Linked DNA regions of Sus scrofa: all the other regions are linked to region 2. Evidence: chromatin contacts called from public Hi-C data. All regions are on one chromosome and are shown on one strand. The core of a region is the stretch at or near the end of the contact, and the rest is flanking DNA. Distances in the headings are between cores, read along the strand shown.

Region 1 (3,248 bases), core at 450-2,949, 1.1 Mb before region 2:
TAATAATCAGTGATGTTGAGCATTGTTTCAAGTGCTTGTTGGCCATCTGTATATCTTCCTTGGAGAAATATCTATTCCGGTCTTTTGCCCATTTTTCCATTGGGTTGTTGGCTTTTTTGCTGTTGAGTTGTATAAGTTGTGTGGAGTGCAGTAAATTTAAAGTGCTGAAGGAAAAAAGCCCACCAACCTAGACTTCTGTATATATCAAAATTATGTCTCAAAAGTGAAATATAACTAGAATTTCATACATGTCTGATCTGGGTACTTCGGGACCTCCAACTAGATGCCCCCTGGGCAGCTGAATATGTGGGGCACCTCAGAAGACTGATCTTAAGTGGAGACGGTGGGGAGCCATTATATCTAGGAAAGGAGATGCCCCAAAGAAAGGGTAATTTCACTAAACCCCTGTAAGGCAGTCAGAGAAGGTAATTAATTCAATCAACAGAAAATGTACATTGTGTGCAGAGGTTCTGTTCCTGGCAATGGAAATGAGAGGCACCAGAAACTGTGACAAGGAGAAAGACAAGTAAAACAGTCATTTACATTAGGGGACTGACTGTAGCAAGTGCGCGGAAGCAATTTGAAAAAGAAAATCTATTTTTATTATTTACTTTAGCACTTCATGATTAAAAAAGAAAAGATAGCAAACATAGAAAACATAGAATATTACCTAGTCTCACCATCTAGAGAAAAACAGGGTAACAATCTGATGTATCTTTTTTTTTTTTTTTGTCTTTTGTCTTTTTTTTTGTTGTTGTTGTTGCTATTTCTTGGGCCGCTCCCGGGGCATATGGAGGTTCCCAGGCTAGGGGTCGAATCGGAGCTGTAGCCACCGGCCTACGCCAGAGCCACAGCAACGCGGGATCCGAGCCGCGTCTGCGATCTACACCACAGCTCACGGCAACGCCGGATCGTCAACCCACTGAGCAAGGGCAGGGACCGAACCCACAACCTCATGGTTCCTAGTCGGATTCGTTAACCACTGCGCCACGACGGGAACTCCTGATGTATCTTTTTAAACTTTGTTTTCGGGTTTGTTTTTGTTTGTTTGGTTGGATTTCCTTTGCTTTTTTAGGGCCACACCCGTGGCATATGGAAGTTCTCAGGCTAGGGGTCGAATGGGAGCTACCGCTGCTGGCCTCCACCACACCCACAGCAACGCTAGATCTGAGGCGCGTCTGCAACCTACAGCAAAGCTCAAGGCAACTGACCCTCAACCCACTAAGCAGGGTCAAGGATCGAACCTGCATCCTCAAGCATACTAGTCAGGTCCGTAACCCGCTGAACCACACCAGGAACTCCCTGTATTTTATTTTTTAAAGGCGGGCGCCCTCTTCTGTTCTGTGAAAGGAAGAACAGTTGAATTCTTAATGGCAGCGGCGCGCCGCCGGGAAAGGCTTTGCAGGCGCTGGTTTGGGTGCCGGGATTTAAGGAATCGTATTTGAGAGGTGAAGACAATGGAGAAAGGAAGTGGCATAGACCTCCTTCAAAGACCAAAAAGCTAGACCTCAAAGAAAGACGTGACTTCTCTATATGCTCCGCAAAAAAACACCGAGGCCAGGGGCGGGACCCAAAACTGCACTCGCCACCACCCACCGGCCGTCAGCAGAGCAGGTCACAGTGGGCGGGAGCCGGCAGCGGCGCAGCCGGATCTGCGGGGGCGTGGCCTTATGACGCGACGTCACGTCTCCTCTGCCTGAAGGCCCATTGGTTCTCCACTGCCACCCTTTTCCGGGGTAGGGAAACTGGTGGCAGAGCCGAAGCGAGGTAGCCGTCCGGTTAGAGACTGCGGCGGCGTCTAAGACACAGCAACCTGGTGCCAGTGTAGCTGGCCAGCTTCTCCATTCGGGCTGCATCCAGAGTTGGGGAAAAAAACCCTAGAATTCTAGTGACCCACGGGAGGGTGTGGACTCAGATCGCGAACTATGCGGCGCAGACCAAAATAGCGGAGTCGGAGGGCCACCGGAAGCCCCACCCCTAGGAGGAGTCGCGAAGCCTCGCCTTGGAGGTAGGAACCAAAAGGGACGGCCCCTGGGGTGGAGCCCGCCGGCCATGGCCGCGCCCCCGGAGGCTGGTCCCGCAGCCCTGCGCTTCGCAGCCGCAGCCAGCTGGCAAGTTGTGCGCGGACGGCGCGTGGAGCATTTTCCGCGAGTATTGGAGTTTCTGCGATCCCTGCGCGCTGCTGCCCCTGGCTTGGTTCGCTACCGGCACCATGAACGCCTGTGTATGGGCCTAAAGGCCAAGGTATTGGAGTCAGTAGGACCTGGTTGAGGGGAAAGGGGAGGGATACGAGGTCCTCTGCTGGACCGACCGCTCTGGAGTGGGACTGGTTGGAAAAGGGTAGCTTGCCCCGACGTGGGGATTCTGAGCTCAGTATTCTTCACAGCTGGTGGTGGAGCTGATCCTGCAGGGCCGGCCTTGGGCCCAGGTTCTGAATGCCCTGAATCACCACTTCCCAGAGTCTGGACCTGTGGTGCGGGACCCCAAAGCCGTGAGTCGTCCCTGGAAGAAGCCCTACCCCCAGTTAACACTTAGGGCAGCACAGTTGCTCCTCCTTCCTGTCACTGGTCCTGATGTCCCTAACTTGTTTGCTTTCCTTACTCCCAACAGACAAAGCAGGATCTGAGGAAAATCTCAGAGGCCCAGGAAACCTTTTGCCAGCAGGTGAAGCAACTAGCAAAGGATTCTGTTGATTTGGCTTCGAACCTACAGGTGGGACTGGCAGCTTTGGAAGCTATGGTGTAGCTTTTTCTTTAGTCCTTTTCTGACCTGCTTCTTTCCTTCCTGCAGGGACTTGAGCAAGAGTATGGGGAAACTTTCCTGGCTGCCATGGAAAAGCTGTTTTTTGAATACTTGTGTCAGCTGGAAAAAGCACTGCCTACACTGCAGGCACAGCAGGTTTCTGGGAACAAAACACATTAAGGGTAGAATGTGGGTGGTTGTGTCAAGGACTGTGGTCTTTATGCCTCTCTTCTCCTTGCCCACAGCTTCAGGATGTGCTGAATTGGATGCAGCCTGGAGCTTCTGTCACTTCTTTTGTCCTGAGCCAGTATGTTGTGGACATGGGGTGGCCACCTCCAGGTACCAGGACCATCTCTGAAAACTAAGAATTTGGGGGTGGAATGTCTAGCCTGAGACTTTTTTTTTTTTTTTTTTGTCTTTTTTGCCTTTTCTAGGGCTGCTTCCGCGGCATATGGAGATTCCCAGGCTAGGGTCTAATCAGAAATATAGCCACCAGCCTACGCCAG
Region 2 (2,997 bases), core at 421-2,920:
ACTCCTGTACTATCTCTGCAATTTTTCTGCAAATCTAAAACTTTTAAGAAAAAGTCTAGGAGGTGCCACTGTGGTACAGTGGGTTAAGAATCCAACTGCAGCGGTTCTGGTCACTTCAGAGGCATGGGCTGGATACCTGGCCTGGGAGGGAACTTCCATATACCTTTTTTTTTTTTTTTTTTTCCCATTAAAAAAGGAAAGAAAAAAAAGACAAATTCTAGTAATAGTAAGATGAGACACAAGCACCTCCAACTCTTTTAGGCTTCATAGGCATTTTCGTAGTTCTCTGACTTTCTGACTTTCATCCTTTTGGGGCGCTTACAATGTATTCCCTTATAGCTTAGCCTATCCACACACATTCCGTGTTTCTCAGGACTCTGTCGTCCACTGCGGCGATCTCATTCGGTCTCCTGGCTTCAGTCACTATCTCTCTTCTGGCGATTTGCAAATCTTGTCTGGTTCAGATCACTGTTCATACAACTCTCTATTACACAGCGCCCCCTAGACGTCCAAGTCAGCATTTCCAAACCCCAGCCTCGATTCTCCCTAAACCAGCTTTTATCATTTGTCTCGCTCAAAGAGGCCAGAACTCTGGGCATCACCCCCAGACTTCCCTTTCTCAGACTCCCTGTCAGTCGGTCTCTAAATTCTGTCAAGGCCTCCTGCCTAGGGCCTTTTGTATTGATTCTCTTTTCCGTTCCCCGCTGCCAAGTCCGCAACACCTCTGGGCTTCCTGCCTTCAGGTATTTCTCCTGCCTAGATCTTTTTTTGCTTCATTCCTTTCCTTCTTTTCCATCCCTCTAGCAAGCATGGAAAAGAAAAATGTAGAGACTCTTTCCTGTCTCTGCCAGTCAATTCATAACTTCTCTCCACTGTAATCTCTCACCATGAATTCCTTTATCTTCAGTGGTGTGTGTGTTTCAGTGTTTGCTTTTTGTATTTGAGATACCGAATCACAAGGAATTTGTGGCTGAATTGCCACAATCTGTTTAAAAATATACTAAGGCCCATTCAAAATCCATTTTAAGAGCACCAGCCATTAACTCAGTTTTCTTGGTGCATTTGGATGCACCAAGGCAGGGACACAAGAACCATCTTTGAACTAGGTATTATTAAACGCTGGCATGAAATAGTTGCAGAATGCAATAACATTAAGACCTGAAAATGAGAGCGAGAGAGGACAGCGAAGAAATTTTAAAAGGGGGCATTAAAGCATTGCAGGGGATGCACCAAAAGCGTTAGCCCCACCGAGCCAGCCAGGAGTCGAACCTGGAATCTTCTGATCCGTAGTCAGACGCGTTATCCATTGCGCCACTGGCCCTGAGACGACTTCTTCGTTCTCAATGATGACACTTCAAGCTTATACTGCAGGGTTTCATGGGACGTGTAGTCTCTTACCGGAATTTTACCAGTACATGAAGCATTATGGGAGATCGAAGTTTGTCGAGAACCAGACCCTGAGATTGGTGACTCTTCCGGAGCCGTGCCCTACGTCACTGTGCAGCCTGCGGATTGGCAGGAAGAGCCACTTCCCACCCCTCCTCCACTTGCTCGGGACCCTGGGAGACGCTTTGGTTGTCAGGGAGACTCGTCCCGCCTTCCGGGGGCTTTTTTTCGGCTTTGTGATTGGCTGCCAGTGTCAGGGAATCTCGGCGTGGACTGCGCGAGGGAAAAGATGGCGGCGATGGCGGTCGGCGGTGCCGGTGGAAGCCGCGTGTCCAGCGGGAGGGACCTGAATTGCGTCCCCGAAATAGCTGACACACTGGGGGCTGTGGCCAAGCAGGGGTGAGGGCCTGGACTTCCGCGAACAGAATGCGGGGTCGGAACTCGGGGACTGAGAGGGGCAGACCAGTCATCCCTGGGAAGCAGGGGTGAGGGGGTCGGAGTGGATAAGATTAGGGTGGGAGAAACCGCTAGTCCATGTAGGGAGAAGCCTCCGGCCCTGGAGCGTAAGAGAAAGAGAAAGAAAGACATATTGGGAACGTGTGGTCCCTGAACCCCAAAGTCGAGAGAGTTATCAGGTAAACTCAAAAAGAGGGCGTACGACCTCAAGGGCCCTGGAGAGCGAGGTGCGAGGTTCTTGTCTCAGAGTGGGAGGAAGTGTTATGGGGCTAGGGAGAGGAGAGATGAACCTTGAGGGCTGAAGCCTGGGTAGTACTGGAGCAGATCTGGATATGACAGTCTTGGAAAATCAGTGACAACAGAGTAGAAAGTCCACGTGGCGTGGATTTTCATCTTTTCTCTTTTCTCATCTTTTCCATGGCTCTGTTCTGGGAAGAAATTGAGGCACAACGCAGTGGAAGTGATATTCCCTAAAATGGGCCGAATTCAGCAGCCCATTCGAGTGACTGACTAATGGCAGCTGAAAGGGTTGTGCAGAATGGAGATAGCCTAGTCCAATTGCTTGGATCGCTGGGCACTGCTACTCTCTTTACATGACGATTCTGGGTCTGTCGTGGTTGTAGGTTTGATTTCCTCTGCATGCCTGTCTTCCACCCGCGTTTCAAGAGGGAGTTCACTCAGGAACCTGCTAAGAATCGGCCGGGTCCCCAGACACGATCAGACCTACTGCTGTCAGGAAGGGGTAGGGACCATCCCACATGCCCCTTAATTATTAGAGGCAGTAACAACTTATGTTTTATCAGTGCCTTCTTCCTCTTCCTTTCTTGACCTGGATGTATTTGTTCAACCCTGGGATATGGATAACTCTTGTTCTCTCCTTGCTTACTGCTCAAAGCCTTAGTTTCCTATTCTGCATCAGGCTTTCCTGTATCTGTGATAGAAAAAGCCTTTTGTCTCTCATCTCTACTATTCCCTGTTAAGAAATAGAAATTGAATGCATAAAGTGCTGAACCTCACTCAGTCTTTGTCTTTCTTGGGTTGGGGAGTGCAGACTGGAATACACTAATTGTGGGCAAGCTTTCCCCATGGATTCGTCCAGACTCAAAAGTGGAGAAGATCCGCAGGAACTCTGAGGCGGTAAGACTGACATCTTCA
Region 3 (2,848 bases), core at 159-2,658, 1.1 Mb before region 2:
GTTTCCTGAACTTTTGCTTGAATCCAATATGTGCATATAAACGCACAAGAATGTTGAGTTATATTTAAAAAATTTTTTTTCTTACTGTGAATTTTGGTTTAAAAAAAAAAAAAAAAGGAAATCCAATGTTTGAATGAATCACCTCTTCCACTTCCTCCCATTCTTCTAACAGCTCTGTCCCCTAAACACACCTATGCATCTTACCTCTGGGCCTCTATGCACACTAATCTTTCACCTGCTATCCCTGTCCTAATTTCTCTGATAATTCCTCAAGGTCATGAAGAAATATTCTGCTTATTCTCTACTTCTGAACTTCCAAACTCTCCTTCCCTCTAGGTCCACATCCCTCTCCTGTAATACTTACCAGGTGACTGGGAACCTCGATGCCTGGCTCTCTCAGAATCCAGAAGAGTGCCTCCCAATACCTGCAGCAAAGTTCTGACCACGAAGCTGCCATGTGTGTCTCCACAGTAGAAAAGAAAATCATCACACACCTCAGCAGCTAGTCCCAGGACCAACTCCTCCACGGTCTCCAAAGAATCATCCTTCCCATTCTCCTCCTCTTCCTCCTCCTCCTCCTCCTCTGCAGGGCTCCCTAGCAATCGAGGCAGCTGCAGCAAAGCACTTTGCAGTACATGGACCCCACATCGATGGCAGGCCACAAAGCGCAAGTTGGGGCGCAGAACAGCCCATACTCGACACAGCGGTTTCAGGGGACTGAACCCTAAGAGTTCCTGCAGCATCTCACTACCAGTCCTGTTTGTAGCCAGGGCCAGGGCCTGAGCCTCCACTTCTTTCAAAACATTGTGCACCATCAGCTCTGGAAAAACAAAAAAAAGAAATATATCGAAGAGACCGAAAGGAGAATAAGGTTATGTTCCATCACCTATCCAAGGGGCGGGGAGTAAGAAAGGGGATACAGGAGATAGAAACTAAGTCCCTACACCCCGGGGACCCACGAAAATGTCCTTGCCTGTCCTGAATTTTATGCCCAACGAGCCCCTTCCTTGATCTCACCCCGAAGTTGCTTCCTACCTCGTTCTTCTCCTGCCTCGGGGGCCTCTTTCAGCGCGGAGAGCGCCCGACGGAAATATCCTAGAGCTTCGGAGCTCAGGTGAGGGTGGGCATCTGTAGCTGGCTCCGAGCGCCCCTCCGGAGGCGGGCAAGGTTGCTGGCGGCTTGATGCGGGGCGCCCCGAACCCTTGGCTCCGCGTCCTCGTTTGCCGCCAGCTGGGAACCCTCGCCCCGCCGGGTGGCAGGAGCGCGGGCCCAGCCCCATGGCTGCTCCGTGCCCGCTCCGCCAGCAAAACCTTCCTTAGCGGCCAAGGAACACTCACGCAGCAGGTGAGGGCTGGGGCAGGGTAGAGTTTAGACACGCCGGCACGCTCAGGGCGCAGCGTTACACGTCAGAGCCGCGCGACGGCCCCTTCCGGGGTGGGCGTGGCTGGGCCACGGGATCGCCCCGCCCCTGTTTGTGGGGTCCCCTCGCACATCTGAAGTCGTGCTTCCCTCCGCGTCCACGGCGGAAACCCGGCCAGAGCGCGGACTTCCACCCCAGCGTCGTATTCTGACCCGGTTGACGTCGCCTTGTCCCGCCCCTGAAAACGGAATTAAAGTCCTCCGAGAACGAGCGAGACGGTGTGACGAGTCCAGAGGCAGCACAGGTGGCAGGTAAGAGGCACGAGCCCCCTCCACTTAAGGCTTACGGTCCCTGGGCCCCCCGCCCACTCCACTGCCTCCGGACCAGTGGCCAGAGCTCTAGATAGTACAGGACTCTGCGTGGACGCGCCAGAACTGTCCTGCCACAGTCTCCCACCCAGTCAGCCCCACTCATAGTCCCAGTAGGTGGCCGGCCTGGACAGCCTCACACAGTCCCCTTCTAAACTCCTTGGCTTCCCAGAAAGGACAGCCAGCCTTGTCCGGGAGCCTGCACTAGTTGGCCCCCTCTGAAACTTCTCTCCCTTCAAAGGATCTCAACCTTGGCTCTCCCTCTTACCTTTGTCAGAGGCCGCCCCCGACATACACAGTCTTTTCCTCAGAGCAGGTCTTTGCTTCCACAGATTTAACCCCTTCTCTTGTGAGTCATGGTAGCACCCATGCAGGGCCAAGTGTGCGTGGTGACAGGTGCTTCCAGGGGTATTGGCCGTGGCATCGCTTTACAGCTCTGCGAAGCAGGTGCCACAGTTTACATCACTGGCCGCCATCTTGACACGCTGCAGGTCACTGCCCAGGAGGTGAGTGCGTCCTCTGGGACCCCAGGGGCAGAAACCACCTGAGGGAGCTCTTCCCATTAACTTCCCTCTAATTCCTTACCTGAAACCATGATATTCCTCAACAAAGCATGAATATGTACCGAACGTGGGATAAATAAACGCCCTAGCTTCAGGTCACATTTTGCCACTGAGTGAATTTTATGAAAAAAACTTTCTGTTGAGTGTTTCAGGGATTTTGAAATTGCAGCTAAAAGTTGTGGACCTATGCCTTTTCTCTAATTTAGTCAAGACTTTATTGAATCGTATATTTTTGCTTGACTTTTCTACTGGATTTCATTTCAACATTGGGATGATTTTGATTTGCTAGGCACTGGGTGAAGCACTGGAATTAACAAGATTAGTAAGACATAACTTCTGCTCTTAAAAGAGTCCAAGAGTTCTCTAGTGACTCAGTGGGTTAAGGATTTAGCATTGTCACTGTTATGGCTCTGGTTACAGTTGTGGCATGGGTTCAGCCCCTGGCCCTGGAACTTCCATGTCTCAGGCATGGCCAAAAAAAGAAAGAGTCCAACAGGAAGTCCAAGGCAGAAACGGATCATTTCAATGTAATATTAATGCAGTAAGTGATAAGATAA

Evidence for each region. A called contact is a pair of places that touch in the nucleus more often than the background predicts.
Region 1: a contact with region 2 is called in a Hi-C map of heart right ventricle, with 3 times the contacts expected there. The contact joins the promoter of TINF2 here to the promoter of PRMT5 in region 2. A contact is called at or near these places in 1 of 5 promoter capture datasets (fetal liver) and 1 of 47 Hi-C or Micro-C datasets (heart right ventricle).
Region 3: a contact with region 2 is called in a Hi-C map of liver, with 4 times the contacts expected there. The contact joins the promoter of DHRS1 here to the promoter of PRMT5 in region 2. A contact is called at or near these places in 1 of 5 promoter capture datasets (liver) and 1 of 47 Hi-C or Micro-C datasets (liver).

Annotation. Positions count from the first base shown.
Region 1 is chr7:75,055,092-75,058,339 of Sscrofa11.1, forward strand. TINF2 (TERF1-interacting nuclear factor 2) reads left to right here and starts at 1,700. Exons shown (of 8, transcript XR_002345917.1): 1 at 1,700-2,244; 2 at 2,387-2,491; 3 at 2,611-2,712; 4 at 2,791-3,248.
Region 2 is chr7:76,109,335-76,112,331 of Sscrofa11.1, forward strand. It overlaps PRMT5 (protein arginine methyltransferase 5), which reads left to right and starts at 1,671. Exons shown (of 17, transcript NM_001160093.1): 1 at 1,671-1,785; 2 at 2,466-2,584; 3 at 2,894-2,979. The coding sequence starts at 1,676. TRNAR-ACG (a tRNA gene) reads right to left here and starts at 1,321; the gene lies at 1,249-1,321. LOC110261594 (a long non-coding RNA gene) reads right to left here and starts at 1,451. Exons shown (of 3, transcript XR_002345942.1): 1 at 1,270-1,451.
Region 3 is chr7:74,990,712-74,993,559 of Sscrofa11.1, forward strand. It overlaps DHRS1 (dehydrogenase/reductase SDR family member 1), which reads left to right and starts at 1,409. Exons shown (of 9, transcript XM_003128543.4): 1 at 1,409-1,671; 2 at 2,061-2,234. The coding sequence starts at 2,085. NOP9 (nucleolar protein 9) reads right to left here and starts at 1,397. Exons shown (of 10, transcript XM_001927718.4): 1 at 1,036-1,397; 2 at 365-820. The coding sequence starts at 1,279.